Regions from separate parts of the Sus scrofa genome. Here region 2 is linked to region 1. The links are chromatin contacts, called in public Hi-C maps. All regions are on one chromosome and are shown on one strand. The core of a region is the stretch at or near the end of the contact, and the rest is flanking DNA. Distances in the headings are between cores, read along the strand shown. Region 1 has its middle 10 kb from the start of CFAP45. Region 2 overlaps KIRREL (kin of IRRE-like protein 1).

What was found. Hi-C and Micro-C count contacts between places; a contact is called where the count stands out from the background.
Region 2: a contact with region 1 is called in a Hi-C map of embryonic fibroblasts, with 1.9 times the contacts expected there. The contact joins two enhancer-like sites. A contact is called at or near these places in 1 of 47 Hi-C or Micro-C datasets (embryonic fibroblasts) and 1 of 2 datasets of contacts at active chromatin or transcription factors (skeletal muscle).

The regions. Positions count from the first base shown.
Region 1 is chr4:90,581,644-90,585,629 of Sscrofa11.1, reverse strand. No RefSeq gene overlaps it. Among named protein-coding and RNA genes, the nearest start is that of CFAP45, 10 kb to the left of the region's middle. Within about 2 kb of position 2,504, at least 63 of the 83 cell types and tissues checked have an H3K27ac peak or open chromatin away from gene starts, as enhancers often do. A contact at or near this core is called in embryonic fibroblasts and skeletal muscle, where this site is marked.
Region 2 is chr4:92,259,319-92,263,323 of Sscrofa11.1, reverse strand. All of the region lies in intron 1 of KIRREL (kin of IRRE-like protein 1), which reads left to right. Among named protein-coding and RNA genes, the nearest start is that of KIRREL, 30 kb to the left of the region's middle. Within about 2 kb of position 1,538, at least 49 of the 83 cell types and tissues checked have an H3K27ac peak or open chromatin away from gene starts, as enhancers often do. A contact at or near this core is called in embryonic fibroblasts and skeletal muscle, where this site is marked.

The sequences.
Region 1 (3,986 bases), core at 1,255-3,754:
AAAAGGAGAGGCTGCAGCTGCCTGAGGAAGAGGGCAGGTCCAGATTCTCTGCCCAACCCTAACCTCACTTCCAGCTGCCCAACCCTTCCTAGCAAGTTGCTACTCCAGGAGAAGTCTCAGAGTAAATCCTGGACTGCAGAGCTGGGATCATTGCTGGCTGCCTCAGAGCAGGGAGCAGAGCCCTGGAGCCAGGCTGTATCCCACAGCAACTCCTCAACCCACCAGGCCTTGGGCTCTTGGTCAGAGAGGCCCAACTCTCCAGAGATACTCCCCACACTGGCTGAGACAGAGCCGATAGGAATTTTGACTCTGATGAATAAGCACATTTAAATGGGAGGCGCCTGGGAGATAGGACCCAGAGGAGCTGTTTGGTTAAAATGAAAAGTCTGGCCTCTCACTAGAGCGTGTCTCCTGTCTAAGAGCATAAGAAAGGAGACTTTGATTCCCTGCTTCTCTCTCTCACTGAAATGCATTTGGGAACCTTCACTTCTGAGCTCAAGGATCTGAGGTGCTGCATCTGGAACGGGGGAGCAGGGCCACGTAGGGACAATGGTCCAAAGAGATGGGGCTTCTATGGAACTCAAGCTGCAGCATATCAGCTCCTAGACAGAACTCGAACACTCATGACAAGTCTGGCTTTCTTCCCATAAGGAAATGATTTACCCCACCAATCTCTTATTCAGTGTGAGGAAAGGTTCAGACCCCAGCCAATCAGCAGAGGCCCACCATCCTTCCCCTTATCCTCTAGCTATAAAAATAAACAACCAATTCCCATGAGCACTGGGCTCTCCCTGATCATCAGGAAGTCGGCCCGAGGTACTAACAGCATTTCTCATCTCAATAAACTCGTCTTTCTCTTCACCTTGCTCTGAGTCTGGAAATTTTTTCCAACCCTACCATGGACCACGACAGCTTCCACATTTCTGTAGAAGAGTTCGTGTTAGGTGCATGGAGTTGTTGGTCAGTGGTGATTTATTGCCCTTCTTTTCTCTGAGCTCCTTTGCTGTATACACACATCCTGGCAGTTCTCCAGGACTGAGGCCCCACCTCCTTCCAGGACAGCTCTCCGGTGACTTGTTCTCCTGGGGCAGCACAGTGAAGAAGGAAAGCAGTGACTGATTTTGGAGCCAGACCAGCTTGAGCCCCTGGCGCAGCCACTTAGAGCTGAGAGACCGCAAGTAATCTGCCGAACCACCTGGGCCCCGTGTCTCATCTATGAGATGGATAATAGCCCAAGAGAGAGGTGCTGTGAAAAGAGCAGACCGGGCTCAAAAATCATTTTGCAGTAGTTCCTGTCGTGGCTCAGTAGAAAAGAATCTGACTAGCATCCATGAGGATGCAGGTTTGATCCCTGGCCTTGCTCAGTGGGTTAAGGATCCGGTGTTGCCGTGAGCTGTGGGGTAGGTTGCAGATGTGGCTTGGATCTGGCGTTGCTGTGGCTGTGGTGTAGGCGGGCAGCCACAGCTCCAATTCCACCCCTGGCTGGGGAACCTCCATATGCCGAGGGTGCGGCCCTAAAAAAACAACAACAAAAAATCATTCTGCACAGTGCCTGGTGGTTTTCTTCCCTCTCTCTTTCCGCAGAGCAAGGGGATATAGGGGGGTGGGGACAAATGTCTTTGTCCTCAGGGTCATGTAAACACAACCAGGAATCAGATTGTAAATCCTTTAAGTTGCACAGATGCCCGAGACACTATTTCACGACCCCCTTCTTCCTGGAATACTTGAACTCTCAAAATTGCCTCAAGTCTTTCTAAAACAAAGCGTGGCTTAAAACATAAATAACGACTTACATGCATGAATTCTTTTACTCCAGGAATTTGCTGCCTTCCTGCTTTCTTCAAAAACCCTCTCTTTCCCATTCTTTACACTGTGGGCCTTCCTGCTACAGCCTGAGAGACCCAGGCAAGGGGCAGAGGTGGGGGAGAGGGCTTGAGGAGTAGGAAGATTTGGGGAGGCAAGAAGAAAGAGTAAGGGGGGGAGTGGAACTGGGGGAGGAAGATGGTTAGGGTGAGAGTGGAAAGGGGAGTACTAGGCAATGCCTGTGGCTGGCTGGAGGCCCTGGGTCCAGAGCTGGGAGGGAGGGAAAGGGAGAGGGTGCAGGCTAGAAGGGCAATGTCACCCTCCATGGGGGAAGTGCTCCTTCTTGGGGGGAGCCATGCTCAAGAAGCTGAACTTCCAGAGCCGTGACAGAGGGAGCCCCACGTGGGCTGATCATACCTCCCCACTACCTCAACCTTCTTACCGGGCCACATTCCCAATGGGCAGATAACCCTCAGGCCAAGGAGAAAGATATGAATAAATCTGCGGCCTCCCCTACTTTTTCAGAATCTCATCTCCACTATCCCGCCCACTCCAGGCCCTAGGGCCAGCGTTGCCCTGGTGCCCTGGACACGCCTCCACAGGCCTGGCACCAGCTTTCCCTCCTACGTGACCAGCACGGGCCCTGGACTGGGTGGCGGATGCTGAGATAAGGCCAAGGAAGGGAAAACCGCCAGAGCCAGGAAGTTACACAGCCTGGTTCCCCTGGTAACCCAGCCACAGTCACCAAAACAGTACTGGGTGGGGGTGGGGCGGGGACAACTCCCATTCAAGGCACAGCCAGGGCTGGCCCAGACCTCAGTTTTCTTGTTGGAGAAACTTCTCGATGAATCTCCTAGGACAGTGCTGCCTAAGAATTATGGGGGAGGCCCATTTAACAGGCAAATTCAAGGCACGACCCCCACCCCCTCCACCACAGATTCTTGGCCTAATAGGTCTCATAGGACTAATGCGGATCTGCATTTCTAACCAGCACCCCCAGGAGATCCCAATGCTGGCAGTCTGAGGACATCGCTCAGAGGGTGGCAGGATTGGGGGAAGATACAGGATGGAGCCTGAGCATCCCAACCATCCTGTGTCTCCTGGCGTCTACAGCCAGCACATCTCCAGGGATGCATGACGTGGGTATTTTCAACATCCAGTGACCTGCATGCTAGTACATGCAGAACCAATTCAAAACCATGAACTTGGGCTGAACTCCTTCTGGGCCTGGTAGGACTCATCTGAGAACCATGAGCCATCTGAAGACGCATCTGATGATTCTGGCCCATCGCTTAGAGTCTCTAGGTTTTAGTTTCTCCCTTCTCTCCCAAGGATGTAAATGTATTCAGGCCTTCCTGGGAGGTAACACAGCTCCCTGGAATTAATAGGCATGGCTGTACTTGTGAAAGTACAACCCTTAGCTATTGTCCCGGTGGTTGGGACAGCTTTTTTTGCTGGAGGTCAGGGAGCCTTGAGGACAGAAACCCCAAGGGGCAGGATCCTTTCTGTAGCTGCCAGATCTCCCTTTGCCCTGGAGAGGTGGCTGCTGCAGAGCTGAACTTCCGGTACCTCTTCCTCAGCCTAACCGCTCCCTTCCTCACTGTGGCCCTGGTCTCCACCCACAGAAAAGCCACAGTGCATGCTGGCTGCAGGCTGAACCCTTCCCCAAGGTCAGCCACTAGGCTGGGGAGCTCCATGATGGGTCGAGCAATTAATTTGGACTTCTTCTGCCACGAGTTTAAATCCCAATTTAGGAGTTCCCGTTGTGGCTCAGTAGTTATGAACCTGACTGGTATCCATAACGACTCAGGTTTGATCCCTAGCCTTGCTCAGTGGGTTGAGGATCCAGTGTTGCTGTGAGCTGTGGTGTAGGTCACAGATGCGGCTAGGATCTGGCATTGCTGTGGCTGTGGTGTAGGGCAGCAGCTATAGCTCTGATTCACCCCCTAGCCTTGGAACCTCCATATGCCCTAGGTGCGGCCCTAAAAAGACAAAAACAAACAAACAAACAAACAAATAAATCCGAGTTTAGTAGTTCCTGTTGTGACTCAGTGGTAATGAACCTGACTGGTACCATGAGGACACAGGTTTGATCTCTGGCCTTGCTCAGTGGGTGGAGTATCTGGCATTGCTGTGAGCTGTGGTGTAGGTCACAGATGTGGCTCAGATCTGGCGCTGCTGGG
Region 2 (4,005 bases), core at 289-2,788, 1.7 Mb before region 1:
CAATTACTTGTAAGGAAAAAAAAAAACAGCTCTCTCAATCTCTCAGTTCTTTTGCTCAGAAGAAGACAAAAGATCCTTCAGAATTAGAGAGGAAGGGGGAAAAGAAAAAAAAAAAGATTCCAGTTAAAAATCTTCATCAGGGTCAAAAACCTGACAGAAAAGCTTTGTTTGAAGGGAATGCGAAGGGAGGGAGAGGAGGGAATTGGCAGCTAGCAACTCTCAACCTCAAAAGGCAAATATCTTGAGGGTTGAAGGAAATCTGGAGATAGCGAGCATTCCCATTGAAGTATTGGAATAGCTTTGATTTCCTTTTTAACCAGAGAATCTTCTCCTGTGGAGGCTCATAGAATATGCTGGGAAGAGTTGAGGGGTGGGAAAGAAGGGGAAGCAGGAAACTACCATTTTAATTTTATGCTGGGTCAGAATTGTCGAGAGTCAGAGTCAGGATGATTGCAAAGAAAGTGCAGGCCTTGAAACCTTAGGCCCCAGTGGGCTGCACCACTCTTCTCAGCCTTAATACTTTCCGAGAGCGGGAACAAGAAGTGAGTAAGCAGAGTGGAGGCATGAGGGGAGGCCCTGGGGGAACTGATGTACTGTGAAACCCTAGCAGAGACCCGTGGGCAGGTGGGCAGCCACATGGCGGCATTGTCATGGAACCAGGATGGAGAGTGATGGCTGCCCACCTGGGATCTGAGAGGGTGTGTGTTATGTGGACAGAGATGGGAGGTGGGGGAACAAAAGTTCCAACTGGCCATAACTTCTGTAGGACTTTTGGCAGCAAAGATTCAGAAATGCCCTTTGAATTAAGAAAGAATGAAAGCAAAGGATAACATGGGACATTACTGAAGGAGTGTCGAGTGGGAAGACTAGAATGAGGAAAAAAACACAAAGCTGGACACCTGGACAAGAGGGAAGTGCAAAGAGAGGACAGGAACCCATCACTCATTAAGCCCATATAAATGCCTACCTTCCCAGGAGGCCAGGCTGATGGCAGTGGATGGGCCAGCTTGAGAACTATTTGTGGCAAGTGTTTAAGATCCCAGGCTGCTTTTGACCCAGCACCTGGTACCCAGCCATCGACTGATGTGTGACGAGGGAATATGAACCAATTTTAATATTAGCTTGAACAAAACATAATTAGGAAGAGAAATTTGCTTCTGCTCCTCTGGCTGCTGCAGCAAAGAAGTTACATAAGCTTTATTCAAATGAGTTGGGACCATTTCCCCATTCCCTTCCCCAGGTCTCTGACTTGAACAAAGAAGTCGAGGCCCAGACCCTCCATCCTTGCCTTCTGGAAATACTGCCTAGCAGCAGATCTAAGACCCTCAGCCGGAGAAGGACAGTGAACAAGAGCACAAATCAAATAACCAAAGGGAAAGAAACCAAGAGGCAGACTGCAGGGGAAAGGGATACAGAGCTGAGGGGGAAAAACAAAAGGTACTGAGTTATCCTGAGACAACTGCAGAAGAACAAGATGGATTCAGGAAGGAATTAACTCTGTGCATGCCCTACAATATAAGGTGGGCAAAGGGAAGAATGTGGAGTGTTTTGGCAGAGCCCCTTGGGATGGTTGGGAAAGATTGAGGGAGTGGGTGGGTGGCAGTGGGGGTGACATTTGTGTGGAATGTTAAGGCCACAGACACATCCCAGGCTGAGCTCCACGTGGCCCCTTAGAGTGAGCTGCTCACTCAGGGTACTTCATCTGGGTGGAGGGAGGCAGGAGTGGAAACTCCAGGCCTAATTGCTGGGTCTCTCTCAGCTCTTCCAGGGAGCACAGGGCAGGAAATTCCTCAAATTCCAGGCTTGTAGGATCATTGCTGAGCGTAACCGCAGAGCGAGGGAAAGAGGCAGAGAGGGCTGCGTCCTCTCCATCTTTTTTTCCTTTGCAGTTTTAAAGCAGCAGCAAATTAGAAGGGTTTAGTGGGGCTGATGGCTAAAAGAAAGGCCCCAAACATAACAGTCTCTTGCGAGGAAAGTTCCAGATCTGGGAATCCCAGAGAAATTGGCTCTGAATTGAGTAACTTTGAGGTTGAAAATAGACTGCTGTGGACAGGGACAGGAATTTTTCCCAGGGTGATTTTTTTTTTTTTTTTTTTTTTGAAGCTCTGAGGAATGACCTTTGGAAAGGAACTTGCTTTAGGAGAACCTGAGCAAGAATTATCTTGTTGAAATAAATGATGGCGGAACAGGGAGCACATCCAAAGGGGTCTCTGGGGTTTACAGAATTTCCTTTTGCTCAGAGGGAGAGGCCAGTCAGGTCTCCTCCCACAGCACTGGATGGGGGCGGGAGGGAGAGCTGATGCTGTTCCACACACTGTTCCCTGAACAGCCCACACATCTTCTCACCCCCACGCTCATTTGGACCACTGATCCTTCTTCCCATCCCGTGCCTTCTGAAATCTGGATTTGCCTGGAGATGCACTTTTAATGCCCCTTTCTCTCTTTCCTTTTTTTTTTTTTTTTTTAAGGGCATATGGAAGTTCCCAGGCTAGGGGGTCGAATCAGAGCCACAGCTGTCACCCTACGCCATAGGCACAGCCACATGGGATCTGAGCCATGTCTGTCACAGCTGCTCATGGCAACACCGGATCCTTAACCCACTGCGTGAGGCCAGGGATCAAACCCACGTCCTCATGGATCCTAGTGGAGTTCAGTAACCGTTGAGCCACAAAGGGAACTCCTAATGCCTCTCTTAAGGTAGTTTTCTCTACTCCCCCGAAAGAATAAGCGATTCTTTCCTTGGGACTTCCAAAGCAAATTGCTTAATTTCGTTGTGACACTTATATTCTGCCTTAATCATAGGAAGTTTTTTATCCCTGTCTCTGTCACCAGACTGTAACACTCCTGAAGGATAGGGAGTGTGTCTTGTTCTTATTGGTAACTTCCTTCTCTTTCCTCTTCTCCCCACGCATAGCGGAGTGCCTGCTACACAATATATCCACACACAGAAACACACAAATGCTTATTGAGTGAATATTCCGGGCATTGGCAGGTCCCCATAATGAAATTTTAATTCAGAGTCTGGTTCCTCTTCCAGCTAACCACTTCTGTTCCTCACTATCACTTAATACATGCCCAGAGAATGCAAACGATTGTTTAATATTATCTTCGGTAGAACATAATTAGGTGCTGCTAAAAATTCATCATCATGCTTTGCAAAGCCAAGAAGAAATGACTTTTGCATTATCCGTACCACTAGTCTTCCTCCGTGTACCAATAACTGAGATGTGAATGTGTTCCTTATCGGTCACGAGGGGACACCATCCAGGGCAGTTGGATTCACTGGGTTGGAGGAGGAAGGGGCCCAGGGCCCATGGCCTCTGCTGTAATTCTTCCTTCTCGGCTGCTGTGCATCCTGGGATTTGCCCAGGGCACTTAGTGTTGGTGGTCCCGCCCTCAGCTGCAACCTAAAAATGGCCAGTGTGGGCTGGCATCAAGGAAGCAGCCCCACCAAAACCTCAAAAATTTGCAGTCAGAAATGCTGGATCCTGGCTTTCATTCTAGTGCTGTTCAGTTCTTTCTTGGGACAGGGTTTTAAACTCTCTTCAGTTCTTCTTCAGGCCCGTGTGACCCCTTTTGTTATCAGATCTCTTTTTCCAGCGGAGGGGGGGTGCAAACACAGGTTTTTCACTACACTTGAATGCAGGTTCTCCACCAAAAACCAGAATTCAGTGGGCTGCGTGGTGTCAGAATGACCCCTTGGTTTGGCTAATTCAGTCAGCTAGTGAAATGTTCATAGGAGTTCCCGTCGTGGAGCAGCGGAAACGAATCCCACTAAGAACCATGAGGACATGGGTTCAATCCCCGGCCTTGCTCAGTGGGTTAAGGATCCGGTGTTGCCATGAGCTGTAAGTCGCAGGTGCAGCTTGGATCCTGCGTTGCTGGGGCTGTGGCGTAGGCTGGCCGCTACAGCTCCGATCAGACCCCTATCCTACAGCTCCAATTAGACCCCTATCCTGCAAACCTCCATATGCTGCCAGAGCAGCCCTAAAAAGACAAAAAGAC